2 separate regions of the Mustela erminea genome follow, and region 1 is linked to region 2. Evidence: chromatin contacts called from public Hi-C data. All regions are on one chromosome and are shown on one strand. The core of a region is the stretch at or near the end of the contact, and the rest is flanking DNA. Distances in the headings are between cores, read along the strand shown.

Evidence for each region. A called contact is a pair of places that touch in the nucleus more often than the background predicts.
Region 1: a Hi-C map of skeletal muscle shows a contact between it and region 2, with 9 times the contacts expected there. The contact joins the enhancer-like site here to the promoter of SNX27 in region 2. A contact is called at or near these places in 2 of 3 Hi-C or Micro-C datasets (fibroblasts and skeletal muscle).

What each region holds. Positions count from the first base shown.
Region 1 is chr10:2,260,310-2,265,208 of mMusErm1.Pri, reverse strand. RIIAD1 (RIIa domain-containing protein 1) reads right to left here. Exons shown (of 5, transcript XR_004276313.1): 3 at 2,964-3,010; 4 at 1,732-1,859; 5 at 1-1,095. Among named protein-coding and RNA genes, the nearest start is that of RIIAD1, 6.5 kb to the right of the region's middle. Within about 2 kb of position 2,103, the one cell type or tissue checked has open chromatin away from gene starts, as enhancers often do. A contact at or near this core is called in fibroblasts, where this site is marked.
Region 2 is chr10:2,164,591-2,168,937 of mMusErm1.Pri, reverse strand. SNX27 (sorting nexin-27) reads right to left here and starts at 2,579. Exons shown (of 12, transcript XM_032303647.1): 1 at 2,042-2,579. The coding sequence starts at 2,352.

The sequences.
Region 1 (4,899 bases), core at 854-3,353, 97 kb before region 2:
CACTTCACATCAGAGGTCCTTACTACATGTGGGTTTTCTGCTGACGGCTTCATCTTGATTTTCTAAGCAGGGGTAGCTCACTGCCAGAGCCATAGCTGCTGAAGTGTGACTCTGAAAGCACTTGAAAAACTCTTCAGGTTCCTGCTGCATAGCTTATTAGGCATCGCTTTACTAGTCCTCTCCATGCCCGGCTCTGTGGCCCTTCCACCATGGAGGGGCTGGTAGCTGGGGATAAGATGGACAGAGACAAGGGGCAGAGAGAGAAAGCACAGCCCCTGCTTTGGGCTGTGCCTCCGTTGCCTTGGTGATGTGGACCGGAGACACCCAGGTGAGAGGTCCTTCACACAGCGGGTTGTGGAGACCAGAGAGGTAGGGCACAAGCACAGAAGACATTCATGCCTTCCAGGCCTGGAAAGGATGTCAAAGACCAACTGGCCCTCTCCCCTGCCTGTTAGCTGCAAACAACAGATGGGCAGCTTGTTGGTAAAAATCCTCATGAACAAAGTCCACCACTTCTGAGTCACCTGTTAGATTTATAATTCACAAGATGCAGGACCCCAAATGGGTTTTCCTTGTCCAGTCTCATTTTCTTGCAGTCCCTCCAGCCCCATTGCTTTTATCGCTGATAGAAAAGTTAAACCTTGTACACGCCATACGGTAAATGGGAGGGAAGATGGGGGTGGGGAGGACACCGTGCTAAAACGTGGACTCAGCTTCAGGGCCGCCCCAATCAGCTGTGGGCCTCTTGGAGTCCCCACCCCTGTTCTCTCCTCCAGCCTCAGCTCTGGGAGCAAGTGGCCTGGAGGGTCAAGGAGGACACAGTGTGAGGCATACGTGGGAGCAGCCTGCTGCCCTAGTGGAGGCCCACAGGCTGCGGTAGATGGAGAGACGGCCCTGCGGCCCAGCAGGTCCAAGGAGGGGTGCCGCAGCCCTCCCTACTGGATGGCATCCTCTTCTGAGTGAAACACAGCAGAGAGATTAGAAAGGTCTGTTTTTAATGAATATCTTTAAAAGCCTTTGCAACAGCAGATATGGCCCAAGGCAGCTTGGGACCCCACTCTGATGGCAACAGGGCTCCCTTGCTTCCGGGTGACCCTGCAAAATACAAACGGTGTGGTGACACCAGGAACGTGGCTTCTTCCCACCTCGTAAGAAAAAATCCCAACCTGCAAAATTCTTTCAGAAATCATCCTGCCTGAAAAATGGGAGACAACCCTCCTGGGCAGAGCCTGGTTTGAAAAGAATGGGTAACAGGAAAGTCCCTCGTCCAAGGTGCTGCGAAGGAAACTGTTCCAGCCCCTTCCAGAAGCAATGGGAACCCTCTCTGCTCCCCGCACCAGCGACAGAAGGAAAAGGCCATCTGCGAGAGTGCTCGCTATTCCAGTATTCCACAGTCTGACAGTGGGGTCTGGATACCAGTGGGTCCCACCCCCGTCTCCCTGCCACTCCTCACTCCTCACTCCCACACGGTTCCGCTTCCACTCTCCGACTCCATTCCACCAGGCTCTGAAGACAGATGTCTCTTCCTGCCATGGACATGCCAGACAAACCCTGGGCCACTCTTCACAGCCCCTAATTCCCCAAAATAGTGTCAAGAAAACGAAACACTTTTGCATGAAACTTCTCTGCCGCTTCTCCCTCTGGTTTCCTTCACACTCCGGGCCGAGAAGCCCAGACTTTATTTTGACAAGAGCAAAGCAGCCTCTGTCTGTAAGCGAGGTTAACACCCACCCTGAGGCTGGATTCTTCCTGGTCTCTCTCAACAGCTGAGCATCCTGATTCTGCTAATTAAGCCGCTTTCTTCTCCTTAATTAGTTGCATGTGAATCTTGTTGGGAAGTCTTGGATCCGTGAAATAGTCTGGGATGAGAATCGAAAAGAAGAAATTATCTAAACCCAAGGGGAGAAGGCGGGGAGGGAGTCCGCTCACTCGGCTCAAAAGCAAGGCTGGCTCAGCCTCAGCAGGCCTGTTCCTGGCGGCCCTGCTTTCCAACAAGTAACAGAAGTCACAGCAGATCCCGTGGTCCCCATCTCCGCCCGGAGTAGCGCTGAGCCTGCCAGCTCCCGCCTTCCCGGGAGGGGCTGACACAGAATGGCTCCGGGCCCGGCCACACCAGCCGGCAGCTCATCAGCTTGCTGACGCACGGGGAGCCATCAGAGGGCTGAGGGATCTCTGGGTTTGCTGCTCCCGGCCCATCCTGGGGCCCAAAAAAATGCCAAGTGTTATTCTCGTCTCAGCTCAGCTTGCCAGCTTGTCTCTGAGCTCTCACGCCCTCTCCTCTCTGAGAATATCCTCTCAGAGGAGAGCCAGACTCTCACACGATGACGACAGAGGATGGTTTTTATACACCCGGCATAATGTGAATCAGAGGCAGCATCTGCTGGAGTTGCAAAGACGCACCAGATTCAGTTAGAAACGGTGTGCCCCCGTCACCAGCTCCCTGGGCTAACAGGCCCCAAGAAAGCCTCCCTCCCGGCCCTTCCCTCTGAATACCAGTGACCTTAAGCCAGTTGGGGCAGTGGAACCCACTAAGATCACCTGGGGACCTTTACAACCATGGGGCTGCCCCCCTCACCCTGAGCTAATTAAATACCAACCTCTGGGGTGGGCCCAGGCTTCAGCATTTCTTAAAAACTCCCCAGGTGATTCTAATGTGCGGCCAGGGTGGGGAACCCCACTTCAGGAGTCCCAGGGAGAAGAGCTGCCCCTCTGCTCCTTTGGGAATCTCAAAATCCTTAATCCTCACCATAAAGAAGCTCTGCCTCATTTCTTATCTGTCCTCATTTGGAGGAAATGACAATGATGGAAAGAGCCTTCTGAAAAGAGCTCCCCAGGGCCACATCAAGTGAAGACGTACCCCCAAACTCTGTAGGGAGAATCGTGGGCTTGTCCAAGTCTAAATTTGCAATAATACTCCTCGGGCTGGTTTCTCAAACACCCAAAACAGACATTGCCTTACTCACCTGCAGAAAATTCTTGGATGCTGTCTGGTCTTTTCAAAAACATTTCTCTGGAAGACATGAAGAGATAAGCGTAGGAATAAAGCAGGCTTGAAGGCAGACGGCACTCAGCCTCGGCAGCGGGTCCCACCTTTCAGGGAGCGGAGTGACCCATGACACACCCGTCTGGGAGTCAATAAGCCAGAGAACTCCTGACAAAGACCCTTCCATTTGTGATTTCCCTTCTGATCAAGTTCTGAGGCAAGGAGCAGCAATTCTAAATGGCACTAAGCTCAGCTCACAAGACAGCTGTGTCCCAGCCAGGTGAAGCTTGTCACTCATTCATCAAACATTTTCACAGAACCAGATCCCAAGCCAGGCATAGGTGGTGGAGATGAAGGACATGCTGCCTAGTCCTTGAGGGGCTTGTGTGTGGTGGGGCATATATACAACCCCACAGCCTGGTGACGATGTTTAACAGTGAGTAACCACAGGAGTTATGGGGCAGGCAGCGATGCAATCAAAGTGGAGAGGATGGACGGCGGGTCTCCAAGCAACACTAACAAGGCCTCAGCACTGGGGCCGCTGGGCGGGAATATGCCTTATTTCACATAGAGCTTTATGGTTCATAAGGAATGTTCACAAATCTTATCTCACTTTACAACAGCCCTGCAAAACAGCAATGGCCATGCCGCATTTTATATATGAAGAAATCAATCTTTCAAAGGGTTAATCATTTGCCCAAGTTCACAAAGAGAGGAAACAAAGGGCAGAGAGCTCAGGTCTGGTGGTTCCAAGGTCCGTGCTCTTTACAACACATCCTCCTGGCCATGGCCACCCTGCCCCCTGGAAGAAGGCCTCGCCTGCCCACAAAGCCCCTGCTTCCCAAGCTGTAAGGACTTGGCTTCCCTTCTCCTTGAATTCCATCTGATAATTATTGAGCACAAATTTTGTGTAAGTAACTATACTAGATATGAGGGATTGCTTTTTTTAAAAAAGAGAAAATACAGCACCATCTCAAAGAAATGAGTCAAGTTAAAGAGAATGGGTAAGTTCCCAAATGTCTGAAAGGCCAAGCACCCTGCAGGAAGGGCTGTAAGAGGGTGTTAATAGTCTGCTGTGGACAGCGAGAAAGGTTACAGAGAACAGGGCCCCAGGAAGCTTCACAGAGCACATGGCACCCCTTGTGGTGCAGTCGGGATTTCAGATGACAGGACAAGGGCATCCCAGACCCAGAGAAGCAGCAAGAGAAATGAAAGGAAAGAGTCCATATCCTCTAGATGGTGAACTCCTCAAGAGCAGGAACTGGAGGGGCGCCTGGGTGGCTCAGTCGTTAGGTGTGTGCCTTTGGCTCAGGTCATGATCCCCGGGTCCCGGGATCGAGCTCCGTACTGGGCTCCCTGCTTGGCAGGAAGCTTGCTTCTCCCTCTTCCACTCCCCTTGCTTGTGTTCCCTCTCTGGCTATTTCTCTCTATCAAATAAATAAATAAAATCTTTAAAGAAAAAAAAAGAGTAGGAACAGAAGTCCCCACCTTTGTATCTCCAGGATCCAGCAGTGTCAGTGCCCCCCCACGGCGTCAGTGGGGAGGTCAGTGGAATGATCAGAGGTTCCATCTGGTGGGGACGGCAGGCAGGCACAGAGAGTAGTTGGGAGCACAGGGGCCCTATTATGGAGAGCCTGGAAGGCCAGGGGGAGACAATTATACTCAGTTGAAAAGACAAGGCGGGGGGCGCTTGGGTGGCTCAGTGGGTTAAAGCCTCTGCCTTCAGCTCAGGTCATGATCTCAAGGTCCTGGGATTGAGTCCCGCATCGGGCTCTCTGCTCAGCAGGGAGCCTGCTTCCCTCCACCACCCTCTCTCTCTGCCTGCCTCTCTGCCTACTTATAAAATAAATAAAATATTTTTTAAAAAAAGACAAGGGGAATGAGTGCGTACAGCTCAGACTAGTCACACAGCAGGA
Region 2 (4,347 bases), core at 1,330-3,829:
AGTTCCTTTAGTTCTTATAAAGAGTAATGTAGAACTTTATGATGAATTTCTAATTTTAAATAAATACTTCAATTTTAAATTTAAAAATAAACACCTGGATCCAAAGTTAACTTCCAAAGGGAAAGGAAAATGACAATTACAAGAGCTTCTATCAGAAGGAAACATCAACCACAGATTTTTAGTTATCTAGAAAGAATAGAATTAGATGCTCAGGTATGAAACAAATTTTGGTCACAACTCCATTCTATATCTGAATGCCCAGGCCCCCAAAGATTAAGAATGTATCACCAGAGAATAAGAAAAAAGAGCACACAGAACATTAATGGAAAAAGAAAACATAAATGGAAAGTTAAATAGCTCCAAACAATTATTTTGATGAGCTACTATTTCTTCAGGTGGAAGGTAAGAGTAAACAGAATGAGTGAATTCCACAGAGAAAGTGTGTAGAGGATAAGGGCAGGGGTGATGAGGTAAATAAAAAGGGAGGGACTCCTCAACTAGGCTAGATCCTCACGATACTAACCTCTTTGAAAACTTCGGCAAACCTACTGTTTTCCTACAGAAGAGACTGAAAGTTGTGGAAATTGTAACTAAAATAACATTTATAAAAAATGAGAAAGACCTCATGAGGACAAATCCAAGCACTGAGAGAGAGGGCAAAAGTGTGGAAAAAATAAGGTTCAGTAAGAATGCAAGAGATACAGGATTGAAGACTGCTGAGGAGAATGGAGGTAATGAGAGTCAGCCAGCAATCACTATATAAATTTTAATACAAAGTATAAAGGCACCAAGGGTAAAACCTGGATGAGAGTGATGGAGGAGGTCTGCACAGAAACACAGGAAGACAAGGCAGCAGAGCTCTGGGATGCAGTGGGAAGTAAGGTTGAAGGAGTATGAAGGAGGAGGGGCTGCAGTAGGAAGAGGATGGGTTGCAGCAGCAGCAAGAGCCTAAACTGAGAAGTGAAAGCAGCCTGGAGGAGATAAAGAATAGGATAAACTCAAGCGTGGGATCACAAGAGGATGTAGTAAGAGAGAATAGAAAGGGCATGCCCCAATAAAGTAAGGAGGTCAAAGACCCGAAAGAGGAGCATAATTTGGGGGGAAGGAGGAATGAAGGAGAGCTCCACCATAATCCTGACTAAAAAGAAGTAGGAGTATGGTGCAAAAATGAAGATCAGAAAAGGGGGGGGGCTCAGAATACGGATGCTCACAGAGGTACATGGAAATGGTAGACACTAGATTCGAAATGCTTGCGTGAGATGGGATATTCTTTACACAATAGTGTAAAGAAACTAGTGTCAGAGACACCCTCCCCCACCACCAAAACAAAAACAAAAACAAAAACAAAGGCATGCAAGCAAGGATCAGAGAAGAAGGTACACTCTTGGGAGTGTGAATCCAAAAGGGAGAGGGGGAAAGGGACACAGGGCAGGACAGAAAAAATGAGGGGGTGCTTAACCACAGGAGAGGGTAACTAAGGAAAGCAAAAGGAGTGCAGTAGAGGGATGATATTTCCGCAGGAAAAGTGGGAGCAGATCACAGGTTTGCCTACTTCGTCTAGAGGACAGAGGGACGGTCCATGAGGGTTGACCGCAGCGGCGAACAAAAACTACGATGCTTAAGATGAAAACTTGGGGAGGACACGAAAGAGGCCGGGTCAGAAAAGGAGATTCCGTCAGCAGGGGACAGAAGTCCATTATGAGGGCAGCGCGGAGAAGAGAGCGGCATACCCAGGGGTAAAGCAACCGGGCCGAAAAGAAGGCAGAAGAATGGGGGCAGGGGTAAAAACAGCGGGGGCGCAGGGACGTAGACTGGTTACAAGGAGGGAGGTGCGCGTTGCGAAAACCCAAGGAGCGGGGAGGTGAAAGGGTCAACCCCAAGGAGGTGCGGGGCCTGAGGGGAACGGAGTCCCTAGGGCCGGTTCCGGGACTGGAGGGGGGAGGGGGGACAGTGGGGCCCGAGCGCGACAGGGGTAGAGTGAGATGCAGGGACGGCCGGAGGGGGCGGGGCGGGGTGGGGCGGCGGGCGCCCAGATACTCACACCTCCAGGATGCGGTCCCCCTTGCGCACCCCGGCCCGGTCGGCCGCCCCCCCGGGCAGCACGGCGCTCACATGCTGCAGCGGCGCGTACAGCTCCCCGTTGATGCTCCGCAGTTGCCCGCCCTCGCTCACTTGGCCCCGCACGTTGAAGCCGTAGCCGGACTCGGACTTGACGATGCGCACGACCCGCGGGCCGCCGCCTCCCCCGCCGCCGTTCCCGGTGCAGTGGAGCCCGGACCCCCCACCGCCGCCGCCACCCCCGTTTCTGTGAGGGGCTGAGGGGTGAATCCCTTCCCCGTCCTCGTCCGCCATCTTGGGAGCGAGCGAGCCCTACCGCCGCCCCCCTACGCCTCCACTCCCTATTCGCGCGCGTTCGCCCAGTTCAGCAGCCGCGCGACCCCCTACGCGCGCGCCCGCTCCGCCGCCCGCGGGACCCAAGTCCGTCACAGAGCCGCCGGAGGGGGTAAAGGGGAGGCCGGGGGCGGGGGGAAAACGGACGGTTAGGCCCGTGGCGCCTCCTGGGAGTTGTAGTTTCTGGACGGTGGGGGCGGGGGTGAGGGCAGGGCCCGGGGCGGAGCGGAGGTTATGTGTGACGCAGTTCGGGGACAAAGCCTGACGGGAGTTGTAGTTTGGGCGACTAACACTGCATCGAGTGCGACGGACTGTTCCAACTGTTGACATGCGGTCAAGTTTTTTCTTCTTTCATTTCAGAACTCATTTTGTAGCCTCTAAAGCAAAATATTAGGATAAACTGATGTTTGTGACTCGACAGCCTTAAGTTGCAACCTTAAATCATTACAACTCATTTGTTCAGTACCTTCTGTGTTAGCATACATTATTTTATTCCGTGGCCCCAACAACCTTGTGAGCTGAGTGGATCATGAATTCATTTCTGTATTTCACTTATTTGGAAACTGAACTGTAGAGCCCAAACTCATTCAGCTATTAGCTAACAGGAAATAAGACCCGGTTATTTTTTCGCAACTTCCACGTATTGCAACTATATAAAAACTATACTCCAACTATACAGAAAGTATATGCAGAGAAAACTACAGTCTCAGCGATTTAGAACTGGATATTAGAGGGGCTAAGTAATAATTTAAATTGGGCAATGATTTTGAAGTTATCCTTTATTTCTGATTTATTTTGTTTCCCCAAACAGCACTGTAGAATTCTTGGCCAATGGCCCAGTTGATGCTTTTCAGCTACCTACCCAAATGCACACTCACAGAGAGTGTGCAGAATGCCCAGCAAAGGCAAGAAAGAAGAGCAAGAACCAAAATAATGAAAATAGCTTACTTAAGCACTTAGTACTGGAGTCTGGTATTTCAGTTTACCCTCCTGACTGATGTCTGTGACTGGACATAAGTTAGTCTGTTACTGTTTTGTGGATGCTGACAAAAGACACAGAATTACTGGGTCGGAGACAAAGGGCTATTACCACACAGGAAGCAACATGAGCTTCAGCACGTTTGTGTCAATTCCTCTTCCCCCAGGTCTTACAAGGGCTCACATGAAGGCTGTGCACTTACTTGGTTGTGCACAACCAAGGAACACTGAGTTGGGGGAAAACTGCCTTTTCATAGGAAGCAATGACAAACCTGTTCTCTGTCATGTAGGGAGACATTACTTCTTTCCTTAAAGTTGCTCACTCTAAATGCAACCTTGAGAATTGACCCTGGTGAAGAGCAGTCAGGGTTTTGCACTTTTGGCATACCCAGGAAGATGGGTAGAAGCATGAGAGACCCATAAAGAACTGTTTCTCTCAACATTACTATGTGCCCAACACTGTTCTAAGCACTTTACATCTGTAATTTTATTTAATCTTCACAATCCTATAATGTGCCCTACTTTTAGATGAATAAACAGGCGTAGAGAATCCATAGAGCTAGTAAACAATCCAGGAGGAGCTACAGGGATTCACAGTGTAAAAAAGAAAAGAAAAGCAGGGAACCTGGGTGGCTCAGTCTGTCGAGTGTCTGACTCTGGGTTTCAGCTGAGGTCATGATCTTGAGGTCCTTCGACTGAGCCTCAGGTTGGGCTCCATACTCAGCGCAGAGTCTGCTTCAGATTCTCTCTCCAGCTCTCTCTGCCTCTCCCCTTGCCCCACACTCTCTCTGTCTCTCAACTAAATAAATAAATAAAATCTTAAAAAAAAAAAAAGACAATAAAAGTTTCGTTGCAGAGAGAGGTCTGATGACATATAAAAGCAACAAGCAACCACCTGAAAGAATTTGTGGACTGTGTATGGGCTTCTAGTAATTGCTCAGGATGTGGGGGAAGAGAGTAGTAGAATAATTAAGACAT